2 separate regions of the Hordeum vulgare genome follow, and region 1 is linked to region 2. Evidence: chromatin contacts called from public Hi-C data. All regions are on one chromosome and are shown on one strand. The core of a region is the stretch at or near the end of the contact, and the rest is flanking DNA. Distances in the headings are between cores, read along the strand shown. Region 1 holds the start of LOC123412098 (beta-1,2-xylosyltransferease XAX1-like). Region 2 holds the start of LOC123407719 (protein MICRORCHIDIA 6-like).

Region 1 (6,553 bases), core at 3,860-6,359, 760 kb before region 2:
CCACTACCTATGTGAAACCCCACTGCTAAAGTGCATGCCAATGGGCCGGCCCGGTCAGGCTCACCCATGTGCGTCTCAACCCTATTGGACGCAGTGAGCTCCAGTTCGAAGCTCCAGTTCGAAACCCTACTGGTATTTAATAAACTGTAGATGCTTTCGAAATAGCCTTTCGCCGTGGTTTATAAGTAAAACTCCAACCACAAGCTTCAAAATCTCTTGACACTTCAAACTATGGTTGTGTTCCTCCCCATCACATGTATTTACTAAATAATTATATTTGAACAACTGATGTCTGTAGCCCACACTGTAATTTTAGACAACTCCAACATCTCCAAAATCGCAAATAAAGAAACCACAATGGTTTGCATAACATAAGCAACGGAAACATAACCATTCTACTAGTGGTTATGTCGTTGTTGATTTCGCTGGTTATGTAGGCAAGATTTCGGCCACTCTCTCCATATCACAAATACATACTCCCTCCGTCTCAAAATAAATGTCTCAAGCTTAGTATAATTTTATACTGGAGCTAGCATAAAATTAAGACATTTATTTTAAGACGAAGGATGTATCATTTTGGACATGTCTTAAATGGAAATTTTACAATTTTGACTTTAAATATTGTTTTGATACGTATAGGTTGAGAACATGTAAATCACATGTTTATATTTTTATGAAAAAATATATTCATATTTTTGTGTGTGCTACTTATACATATAATCTAGCAAAAAATAGTCATCAAATAAAAATCTAGAAAGTTGTGCTAATATCCAAAATGACATGTATTTGTATTATGAAGGGAATATCACTAGAGACACTTAATACATGCCCAGAACATGTTTATGTTATACTCTCCCTCCGCAACTCCAACCTTGTCGACTCTCTTCCTTGACTCGCACTTTAGAAGAAGAAGCCGTGATCTTCAAGCCTTTGTCGTCAACTCTCTTAGATGAAACTGATAGTGATAATTTTCATGTAGGTGACAAATGGTCATATTATTCACGAACATGTACATGAGTCAGTTTCAACTAAAAATAGATGTGTCTGATTGTTTCTAGAAATTTTCAAACACAAAAATGCATATTTGTGTGCTAAATTATAAAAGTGGGTACAGCAGAATTCAATATCATTTTAGAGTATATTTTTTCTTTTCTTTTTCTTTCAATGGACACCCACGGTTATTCCCATTAAAAGAACTTCTAGATTTTGCAGTCTGGCAGAACAACGAAGCGAAAATAATCATTCTACTAGTGTTTTATGTTGTTGTTGATTTAGCCGGTCAAGTAGATAAGATTTTCGCTACTATCTTCATACCAGTATACTACAAATACATTTCGTTCTTGGCATGTCTTAAGTGTGAAAGATTTAAAACTTTGACCGTAAATATTATTTCAAATGTTTAGTTTTTTTTTGGGAGTGAAAAATACTTTGATTGAGACCTTCTAAATCATATGTTGAGATCCGTCTCGAAAAGTATATGAACGCCGCTACGCGATCGTCGACGGATTTTTTGAAAAGATTCGTCGCCTCGCGAGCCGTTAGATCCGACCGATTGAGCGACCAAGTGTCTTGTTTTACCATTGCAACATAGAACGTGTTGTAGGAAATTTCCGCAACACGGGTCATGTTACAAAAATTCTTGCAACATAGGTGAAGTTTTTGAATTTATTTATTTGCAACGGAGGTCTCGTTGTAATTTTTTTTCTATAACAAAAGTCTTGTTACATTTTTTTTCCAACAAAGACCTTACAACAGAAACTCATCGTAACAGACAGTGAGTAGCGGCCACGTTAAACGAAAGAAAGCAAAATGACGTTCGACGCGTCACATGGACTAACCGGTGGATGCTCGCACGAGAGATCCGCTCGTGGAAGCCAAGCGTTTTTCAAAGTATGTTCACAGTTTAATTCGTTTGGTATATAATGTAGCAAAAGTTAGCGGTCAAATAAAAATCTAAAAACCATGCTTGTATGTTAAATGACATGTATTTGTAATGGGTATGCGGAGGTCATATATGTGGTTAGAGTAGACCCGTCCAGGACATATACCAAATTTCAAATAATCAATGGATATGTGTTCCCCCTGTCGCACCCTTTCGTGAGACCCTGTTAATCCTCTTTGTTGATGTGCATCCCGAAGAAAGAAGCCGTGATCTTCAAGCCTTTGCCGTCACGAGAATCTGCACGGGACGCATCAATAATACTTTTTTTTTGCGAGGGGCATCAATAATGTTTCTAGGCAGCGTGTCACCATTCCCTGACTGTATCAACGATGTGCAATATCCATTGATTGATGCATTATTAGTTGCACAAGTTGATACTATTATCCAGCTGCTTTTTATTGGACGGGTATCCAGTCGTCTTTGTTGGTAAAATATTGCAAGAGTACTTGGGCTATGTGCCGTCCCTCGAGATTGTGGCACCCCGTTTGGAGCAAAACGTGCTTGGTCCGAAGCATATGAGTGGACAGCTCACTTTTAAAATAAAAAAGCACTCAATTAGTTTACTCATTCAGAGACAAGCGACAGTTAGTTTACTCATTCAGAGACAAGCGACAGTTTCATCACTTCATCAGTATGTATATGCTGTTCCCAGTTCAGTACAGGTAGTATATCTTCAGTGCTCTGGTCAGCAATGTACTACTAGTAACTCGTCTGTAGTATGTATACACCAGAAATGAAATCAATTAAGTAACTTTGATTTGAACTTACAAAATGAGAACTCATCAGCTATACCCCAACAAACCAAGTAACCAAATAACCCAAGACAAACGCTCTAATCAATCCTGCAGCTGGTCCAGCGCCTTGAGGAGAAACGGCTTGAATCTGGTGACATTGACCATGACATCCTGCTTCATGACGATCTCTGCGAGCGCCGGCCATCCCTGCGCGTGGATCTGCATGGGGTTCTTGAACACGTAGTGGTCTCGGGAGTACTTGTCCTTGAGAGTCGTCTCCTCCTCGGACACGTAGTACTCGACGTACCGGAGCTGCATGTCGCGCGCCGGCTGCCCGTAGAAGTTGGTGGCCATCCAGTCCATCTTGCCCCACGGCACGATCTGCACCAGCACGGCGCCCGTGGGCAGGAAGATCTGGTTGGTCAGCCCGGCGCCGTGCACGGCCAGGAGCACGTCGGCGGCGTTGACGGTCTCGGCGAACGCACGCACGTCCGCGCCGGCCTCCGCCACGGTCACCTCGAAGCCGAGCTGCTCGCAGAGGGCACGGACGGCGGGCAGGTTGAGCAGCTTGCGCGTGCCCTTGCGCTCGATCATGAGCATCTTGGGCCTGACGGTCGTCTTCTCGCCGAGCACCGCGGGGACGTCCCGCGGCAGGCCGAACGCGCGGCGGAGGAACCGGTTGTAGTCCACCATGGTGTAGTTGTGCGGGTTGCGGGTCGCGTGCGGGGCGATGATGAGGTCGCGGTCGCGGTATAGCCCGAGCTGCCCGCCGGGGAAGCAGTGCACCTCCTCCTCCTTGTCGAAGTTGATCACCTCATAGTTGGACAGCTTCTTGAGCAGCGGCGCGAATTTCTTGACCCACCACGGCTTGAAGTTGGTGATGAGGAGCTGCACCTCGCCGGCGAAGTGCGCCGTGGAGAGGAAGAGCGGGATCATCACGTCCGTGTTGTCGTGGAAGAAGTTGTCGGTGTAGCCGGCCGTGGAGAAGACCACCGCGGGGACGTCGTGGCGCCGGGCGCACGCGGGCGCCGAGACCGGCGACGCCACGGACTTGATGGTGACCTCCACGACGCCCGGGAGCAGGAAGGTGTCCTTGCGGGCGTACGGCCGGATCTTCTTCTCCCCGTTGTCGTCGAACGGGCCGGCGCCGGCCGGGTTGATGAAGAACATGGTCTTCTCCTTTGGGCTGACCCGGACGTCGCCCGTGAGCTCGCAGACGGACGGGCGCGCGTAGGGGAAGCCCTCGTCGACGGCGTTCTCGTCGCAGGTCATCTTGGCCTTGGCCTCTTCTGTTTTATCGCCACCGTCTGACCAAAATACGGATCATAAGTTCAGACTAAAAGTATACCAAGTACTATTCGTAAATGAACTAGATTAGTACTGTATCGAGGGGATTAAAGCTAAGCTCTTTGGGGAATCATCATCTATTAAAGGCAAGATCTCTGTTTCCATTTGATTTAAGATCCCAGCCGGATTCAGGTAGAGACAGGGAAAGAAATGGAAAAGAACTCACCTGGTTTGGTTACCGCGGTCTCCTCTTTTTCGGTGCTTTCTGTCTCCGCTGGGGTCTCCGCCTTTTCATCGATCTTTGTTTCTTGTGGAAAGCCGGGCTCCTTCGGCTCCGCGTCGCCTCCACCCAGATCTTTCTGCTCCTCGACTTCGACCTTCTTCTGCACCGGCACGGCCTGCTCCGTGCTGGGCACCGCCGTGGACGCGGGCGGGGCGTTCTTCATCACCATGGACGTGCTCTCTGCAGCAGCGACAATTTTTTGTTTTCAAATCAATCAGCAAGCTTGGAAACCCAAACAAACATCTACTAAGAAACGATTCTTGCGCGAAGATGAAGAAGTGGATCGGAGGCGCTCACCGAAGACCGGGGAGTAGATGGCGAAGAGGCGGGCGAAGGAGATGTAGGTGAGGAGGGCGAGGCAGCAGCCGGCGACGAGCCCAATCCCGAGCTTCTTAGGCTCGATCCTGCTCAGCTCCTTGGCCAGCCGCGGCTGCCTCCGCTCGCCGGGGCCGGCCGGCGGCTTTGACCCGCGCGCGTACGCCGTGGACGCCATGGAAGATCACCCACCCCCAGACACAAGACACGGCCACGACCCACGACCGATTCCCCCGGCCGGACAGCGCAAGAGAAGAAACAAAACAATCACACCACGAGGCCAGGCGCCCCCCGATATATCGGCCGGCCGATCGATCGCCACCGAACCGCGACTTTCTTTTCGCTTCTAAAAAAGCCTATTGGATCGGCAGCGCTGCATACGGGCCGGGGTGATGGTAACATGTAGCGGATGATTGGACCGACTCTTCCTGCAAGCAGTGGCATAATTCGTTTTGTTCGTTGGGGTTACTACTACTAGACTAGTTTGGCGCGGCGGGGGAGGCGGCTTGCTTGCTTCCTCACCGATTCCTTGCTTTGACTCGTCCGCAAGTTGTGTGAAGAATAATTTGGACTTGGCACCTAATCCCGTCGTGGGCAGCAGGGGGGCGTTCTTGATTATTGAGTTGTCATGTTCTGGTTTCATTATTTTTTTCCTTGATGATGAATGGTGGTTCGGCCGGGACAGGGACTTGTGGAATCGTGGAACCAGTCCGTTGGACGTGGGAAGGTATCCATCCATTCTCCATTGGTTGATTGCTTCCATTCCATACTCCCCCGTTGCACAGGGACGCTTGGTCGCTCGTGGGAGGGAAGGCGTGGATTCCGTCGGATAGGCAGTGTTTACGGCATCTCTCACGTTATCTGCGAAACCAACACCCTCAAATGTCTCTCAACATGTTCGGGCGTGTCCGACGACATCTGCCATACTTTTTTTCTTCTTCTTATGAAAGTACGCCTACGCATACCATAACTTTATGGAATGCAAAATTGTAAGTACAAAAACACTATCGCTCGCTGCGACAATAAACGTAACGCGAACTCAGCAGCTGGGCATGTGCAAATACAGCCACCAACAACCAAACAAAAACTACTGAGTAGAAGAGTTTGCCCTAACTGAACACAACACTGCGTCTCGACTAATGCCGGACGAATTGAGAGACGTGAGTTGTGGAGAGGTGTGGTCCGACTAACGATGGGCCGAATGGACCAGTCGGACTCCCTTAGACTTTACATAATTTATTCGCGAGATTAGAAGTCTTCTGGGCAAATGTTTACTATTAAGAGGGAGTCGATGCATCCTTTGATTTGACCATTACAGTCATTAATAAAAATAATAATTAAATATCAAGCATCAAATTAATTTAGAATTCAAAAGTATATAATTAACCATGCGTGCAGTTAATTAGGTTTGTTTAAATAGAAAAAGATTCATATTGAAATCAATTTGAAAGCTAGGCCATTCATACAATTAACTAGCCATGCAATCAATAACTAATGCAGTTAATCATGTGTGTTTAGTAAGTTTTTTTTCAGCGGTCTAATAATGAAATATTGAAATCATCAGGAAAAAACATTTCAATTTTCTTTACGTGTAAGTACTTTTTAACTTGAACATTATTTTTAGGACATCGATAACCACCATACGTGCATTGGGAGCAACATCCAATTACACGCCCAATGATCACATATTGCACCACATCATCGCATGCATGCATAAATGACGGAACTGATGATGTCAACTTAAATCTTTCGGATTTTTTATTTTTAAAAAGTTGTACCTCACCAAAGAAAAATCTAATTGAAAATCCATTTTTAACATTAAATCCGTAGCTACGAAATATTTGAAACTAGGTCTCATATCAATATGTTTCGTTGACTTTTTGTTGGGTTAACAATTGTCATGTGTATTGCATATAAATTGCCTGGTGTTTACAGTATGGTTGCCATGATATGCTTCAGCTAATTTTTTCTATGTTTAAAGTATTTGACATG
Region 2 (6,751 bases), core at 773-3,272:
TGCGCCGGTCGCTGGTTTCGATCTCGATGAGATACAAAGACAGGATGGCCGAGGGCCTGCTGGCTACAATGAAGATCAGGCCGCCTTCATGCGTGATCGGGTCGGCATGGACCTGGATGGCTTCCCTCTCGACCATGAGTTCCCGGAGGACTACGAGCTAGAGGAAGAGGACGAGTGCGACATCGACTTGGAGTCTTTGTTTGAGGACGAGCTTGCCAACCAAGCCGCCGGGACGAAGCCGAAGCGCAAGAGCAATCGTACCAAGGCATACACGGCGGCCGATGACAAGCTTCTTTGTGAGTGTTGGAGAGACATTGGGCAAGACCCCAAGACGGGCGCCGAACAAAAGCATTCAACCTTTTGGATTCGTGTGCACCGTGAGTTCCATGAGCGCAAAGAAGATTTCGCCGTACCAAATGGTAAGCGCGTGTGGGTGGGCGTCCATTTCAAAGCGTTGTAGGGTGATACAACAAGAGTGCAACAAGTTTTGTGCCACTCTTGAGAGCGTCAAGGCCCGCCCTGTGAGCAGCATCGGCATGCGAGAGATGGTATGCTAGCAAGCCGTCCTCTTTTTGTGTCATCAAGTTTATGCTTGAGTGTTCGTTTGCATATCATTTTGCCAACATTCTTGCATTGAAATACATTTGTAGGCATTTCAAGCTTTGGAGGCATTCAAGTTCCAACACAATGGCAAGTGCTTCAACCTCTCCCATTGCTTTAGGGTGATCAAAGCCGAGGAGAAGTTCAAGGCGCAATATGCCGCCCTCAAGTCGCGTGGTGGGAAGCAAGCCGTGGAGGAGGTTGGGGACGGCGAGAAGGCTCGGTCGCGAGGGAAGACCAACTCCAAGAAGAAGGACAAGCGGGATGCGGCATCGATCGCCTTGATCGCACCCGTGGAGGGCATGATCACCAAGAAGGACTCAAGGAAGGAGAAATGCTGGCAAGAAAGAGAAGAGCAAATGAACGCCTTCTTGGAGATCCAAAGGAGAAGGCTTGACATGGAGGCGGAAAAGCAAGCACGGATGCTTGAGATGGAGGCGAAGAAGTAAGCCAAGATGCTAGAGATCGAGGCCGCCAACGCCAAGACCAAGGCCAAAGAAGTGGCTCTCGCGAGCATGAAGAGTGGGGTGCAGATCATGAAGGTGGATCTCAACACCGTGTCGCAAAGAAAGAGGCCTTGGTTCGAGAAGATGCAGGCCGATATGCTCAAGTTCGATGAGGAGTGATCTATGACGACGAGCGTCATCCTTTTTTTATGCCAGCAAGTGTGCTCGCATGACCACGGGGTCCACGATGGCGTGGTCGAACTCGAGCCCCGCCCATTTTTTGTGTGCCGACCGGTTGGCGAGTGTGCCAGCATGAAAACTGTGATATTTTCTAAAGCTGGCATTGTATGCCGGCGCTGGCATGGTGCCGACATGAGACATGGCCGTTGGCGTAATCGGCCGCGGACCCTTTTACTTAAATGCTGACTACATACATGAAATGGGTCGGCACGTTGGACGCACTGCCGACCCATATTTAAAACAGGACGGACGGCGGACACGCGGCCGACCCAAACGGACAAAAAAAGATAAAATCGCCGTCCGTTTGGATCGGTCCGTTGAAGTTGCTTTGTGTCATCTATCTCACCGACAAACTGTGATAATAGATAGTTAAACAGTATCGTCAACGGATTCGGTGGTAGAAAAAGAGCCACGTCTCAAAAGTTTTACTAACCAGGTTAGATCGTGGTTAAGTTGACAAATAATATCAAAACAGTGATTTCGGCCGCGCTGTATGTGGTTGTGTCGATATATCAAAACACTGATTTTGGCCGCCCTATGTGTGTGGTTGTGTCGATATCCACACGTACCCAGGCACGCACGCACGCATACATAGACGTGGGTATCCCAGAAATCGGGATGGATGCAGAGAAAGTTGGTTGAATTCTTTATGACCGGCGGCCGGCTTCGACGAAAGTTCTCGCGTTTTTACTCCTACATACACTCCTGGTGGGAGGTGCGGTCTGGTCTTGTTTCCTGTGCCGCTTCCTTCAATCATTCATTCATCAACGTTCCTCTCCGTCCACACCCACCACCCCACACACACAGAGGCACACAGCACGTTTTCTCCGCTAACCCCTCCCAACAAAACCCTCTCCTCCGGCTTCCCAGGCAAGCCAACTCCGACGAATTCCTCCCGCCGCTGCTCTTCTCCCTCCTCTCCGCCCCCATCCCCTCGCCTCGGCGGCCCGGGGACGACGACCCGGACCTGCATTGGTTTGTTTCAGGGGGTGAGGAACCCTACCCTTTTTTTTCCCGGCTGTTTCCTCTTCGCAATCGGCCCACGCTTTTCCCTGTGGGGTTGACGGTAAATCGGAACTCGTCCGGCCTGTCCCTTCTCTCTCGGGTTATTGTTGTTGCTGCTGTTGTGTGGCGGAGCATTTGTTCCACTTTTTTTTTTCCGTTTCTGGAACGTTAGGCGAGCGGGGGCGCGGATTCCTGCTTTTCCCCAAACTCGAGGGTTTCATGGAGCTCCGCTTCTGTTTTTGCTGGTGGATGTGGGGCTGCTTTTTTTTTTTTTGACCGAGCTCTGCTGCTCTGTTCTCGCTGATTTCCTCTGTTCCTTGGGTTGAAATGGATTTTTCTCTCTGTTCTTATTCGTCACAAGCGCAGTTGTTTATTACGCGCTGATCGCATTTAGTAGCTAGCTTTGCCTTGATTAGCTGACACGTGTACAGATCAGTCCCCATTATTACGCGCTGATCACGTTGTGATTAGCCAGATGGATTTCCGTAACTACGTACTCGCAGCAGCTTCAGAAATTAAAGCCCCAAAAGACCATATGAAATCCATCATGCACAACTTAATATAAGTGCCTACGGCCTACTTGTCACACGGGCATGATTATCCTCAAATCTATAAATTCTGTGGAAAATTGATAATTGCATAGCCGATTCACATGTACTCTCATTTCACGCATCGATCCACATAACATCCAGCAAGGTGTAACCCCCATCACCACTAACTCGATGGTTTTTGTTACTGTACTACCAAAGATAATAGAATAGAGTTGCCTTTGGAAATGTGGCGTGCCCTTTGTTTTCATGACCATGTATTACATTTAATTGTTTGATGAACTGGATTGTGTGTTTGTCCTTTGGTTGGCATGGTTGTTACTCACTCAGTTTAGTTGTTTCAGGTTAAGCAATGACATTGTTGGACTGGATTGAGTTGTCTGACGAGGAGGCGACAGCCGAAGAAGAATTTCCTCCACAAAATGTCAAAGACGAATTTCCTCCAACAAAAGTCAAAGAAGAATTCCCTCCAACAAAAGTCAAAGAAGAATTCCCTCCAACAATAGTCAAAGAAGAACAGGGTGCTCATGTACATTGTCATGCAGCTCAGTTGGAAGTAGAACCTGTTGATTTAACCACAGAAGAAGATGATGTTGAAGAGGATAGGAATGCTCATGGGAAAAGGGATGCTGCTCAGTGGGCAAAAACATCACATAGCCAACAGTTTGTTGCACCTCATGGACAAGGTGAGGCAGCTTGGACAGTAGTGCAAAGACAAGAGTTTCTTGCAGCTGCTAAAGGTGTGGAAGAGTTTCTTGTAACAGGTGATGTTGCGCAAGAGACTATGCAGTCTGGAAATCAGGATTTTACTGCAGCAGTTGATTGCGCAGAAGAGGCCACACATTCTGAAAATGCAGCTGAAGCTGGCCCATCATCGTTTACAGAACAAGGTGTTGTGGCAGGCGATTGCGATGAAGAGGCTATGCAGCCTGGAAAACAGGATTTTGCTGCAGCAGTTGATTGCGCAGAAGAGACCATGCAGTATGAAAATGCAGCTGAAGCTGGTCCATCATCGTTTACAGAACAAGGTGTTGTGGCAGGCGATTGCGGTGAAGAGGCTATGCAGCCTGGAAAGCAGGATTTTGCTGCAGCAGTTGATTGCGCAGAAGAGGCCATGCAGTCTGAAAATGCAGCTGAAGCTGGCACATCATCGTTTACAGAACAAGGTGTTGTGGCAGGCGATTGCAATGCAGAAGCTATGCAGCCTGGAAATCAGAATTTTGCTGCAGCAATTGATTGCGCAGAAGAGGCCATGCAGTCTGAAAATGCAGCTAAAACTGGCCCATCATCGTTTACAGAACAAGGTGTTGTGGCAGGCTATTGCAGTGAAGAAGCTATGCAGTATGGAAATCAGGATTTTGTTGCAGCAGTTGATTGCGCAGAAGAGGCCATGCAGTCTGAGAATGCAGCTGTGGCTGGCCCATTATCGTTTACTGGACAGGGTTTTGCGGCAGGTGTTTGCGGCGAAGAGGCTATGCAGTCTGGAAAGCAGGATTTTATCGCAGCAGTTGATTGCTCAGAAGAGGCTATGCAGTCCGAAAATGCAGTCGAAGCTGCCCCATCATCGTTTACAGATGGTGTAGCAGCAGGTGATTTTGCTGAAGAGGCCATGCGGTATAATCATGAAGACAAAGCTGCTGAATGCTCGCCAATGACCGGACAAGCTGGTGCATCGTCCTTGTCACTGACAGAACAAGATGCTACTACATCCTCACTAAGGACAGTGCAACAGAGTCACAAGAGAGATGCATTGCTAGGTTCCCCTCCCATCTCAACTGCGGCGCCTTTTCCCCGGCAATTCTGGAAGGCTGGGGAGTACAAGGTTGCTGCCCGAGCTTCCATCAACAGTATGTTCTTATTCTCTTCCAAGCCCAGGACTATATTTAACAGTCCCACCAATAAACATTGCCTGCCCCGTTTAGAGTGTCCATCTTGGCAGGTTGGGTGGATTGCCCTGCTTGTCCACTCGCTCTCCCCATTGGTGGACTGAAACTTGCTCACACGCTGTTCCCTGTTACATGAAACTGAGAATTGTGTTAATGTTAAGTTAAAAAGTTCATTTAATTTTAATCCTTACTCTATTACATGTCTCGGAGTATTGACTAGTTAGATTTTTTTGCTGTACTTTTGCATATATGGCAGAGCTGCATCCAACCTGCACTGCCACCAATGAGAACCCTTCATGGTTTACCTTGGCTACCAAGTTGCTTACTTCAATCATTGGTTTATTTCATTGTTATAGCTGGGTTTATTTTCATTGGATATATTCCACAAAATAGAGAGATGTTTCCATCTATTAGGCCTTGTACAATGCTAGGTGCTTAGAAAAATAAACCGTTTTTTTCTGAAGTACCATTGCCTATTTGTACAGGAAAGACGCCTAATTAAGCGTCTACCCTCCACAAATAAGCACCGGTGCTTAAAGAAACACTGGTTTATTTCTCTAAGCACCTCCTTTAAGCGTCTTGCATTGTACAAGGCCTTAAATAGTCTGTTACGTAAGGTGATGAGGCATCCCTAAATTTGGGAGGCTGTGTCAAGAATTTATCATGCATGAATGAATCAAGGGTCTTATGTTTAAAGTGTTTTCTGCAGTCTCTTTCTTGATTGTATTAACGTAAAAAAAATAGAGGAAATCATGCACTGACAGGTTCAATATGGCCCCATCTGCATGCACGTTATCTCCATTTTCTGTTTGTTCTTACATCTTACTATTTAATTTTGCAATTTGATTAGGTGGCCAGAACTGCTTAAGGATCAATCCCAAGTTTCTTCACTCGAATGCTACGTCACACAAGTGGGTATTTGGTGGTACGTCGTAGTGATATCTGTAAAACTGGCACTTCACTTCTGCTTTTGTATGTCTATGCTCCTATCTAGGGAAATCTGGACTCCATATTGATGTATGCTTAATTCTTTTTCTACAGCTATTGCAGAACTGCTCGACAACGCTGTTGATGAGGTTTCTGTTTCAAATACATGAACACTAAATAGTATCACCATTGTCTATGATTCTCATGCTTTGTTTTGTTTCTTGATTCTTCTGTTTTGCATCGGAACATGGAGCAGGTGCAGAACGGGGCAACCTATGTGAAAATAGATAAAATAAAACATTCTCCTGTTGGAGAGTATTCGTTAATGATACAAGGTAGCATACAGATAGATATGTACTATCAAATTGCACTGGCTAATATTATGTTCATAGTATTTTCTGTAGCTTATTTCTTGAATCATATTTTCAAGATGATGGAGGCGGTATGAGTCCTGAGTATATTCGACATTGTTTGAGCTTCGGATTCTCCAATAAATGCACGAATTCATCAATTGGACAATGTAATGGTTTTTGTGAACTCACTGTGTTGCTTAGTCCATTGCTAAAATAGTCACTGACTGGTGGTTACATTCAGATGGAAATGGCTTCAAAACCAGTACAATGAGGCTTGGGGCAGATGCTATCATATTCAGCTGCAACAAAGCTAATAGGTTTGTCCTACTTAAGCAATGCAGCATCTTTCCTGTTCACTTTCTGGCATTAGCAAATATGGGAACTTTGATTCGACACTCCAAATTATCATGATAAAATGCAATATGGAACGAATTGATTATACTCTTTTTTTCCTGTTAAACCTCCCATCCTGAATGTACTAGCAAGCTATACATGCATGGCACATGAGCGCTCAGATAATCAAATTACAATCAAAGATCGGCATGCATTATAGTGGGCAAATGATTTTTTTAGGCATATGCATAAATTATAAGATGCAAAACTTGGGTAAAATATATTGAGCGCTGATTGTCTAGGTGTCTTTTTGGGTAATCTCGTATTGCAATTTTTCATAGAAAAGAACAACAATAGCGACTCCTCTATCTGCAAAGATAAATATGATTTATGAAGGTACATCCAGAGTCTTG

What was found. Hi-C and Micro-C count contacts between places; a contact is called where the count stands out from the background.
Region 1: a Hi-C map of seedling shows a contact between it and region 2, with 2.3 times the contacts expected there. The contact joins the promoter of LOC123412098 here to the promoter of LOC123407719 in region 2. A contact is called at or near these places in 2 of 6 Hi-C or Micro-C datasets (leaf and seedling).

The regions. Positions count from the first base shown.
Region 1 is chr7H:158,141,960-158,148,512 of MorexV3_pseudomolecules_assembly, reverse strand. It overlaps LOC123412098 (beta-1,2-xylosyltransferease XAX1-like), which reads right to left and starts at 5,109. Exons shown (of 3, transcript XM_045105046.1): 1 at 4,544-5,109; 2 at 4,190-4,426; 3 at 2,664-3,983. The coding sequence starts at 4,739. The coding sequence ends at 2,779.
Region 2 is chr7H:157,377,438-157,384,188 of MorexV3_pseudomolecules_assembly, reverse strand. It overlaps LOC123407719 (protein MICRORCHIDIA 6-like), which reads left to right and starts at 2,022. Exons shown (of 20, transcript XM_045100914.1): 1 at 2,022-2,275; 2 at 3,184-4,686; 3 at 5,576-5,650; 4 at 5,767-5,801; 5 at 5,909-5,987; 6 at 6,083-6,172; 7 at 6,247-6,322. The coding sequence starts at 3,192.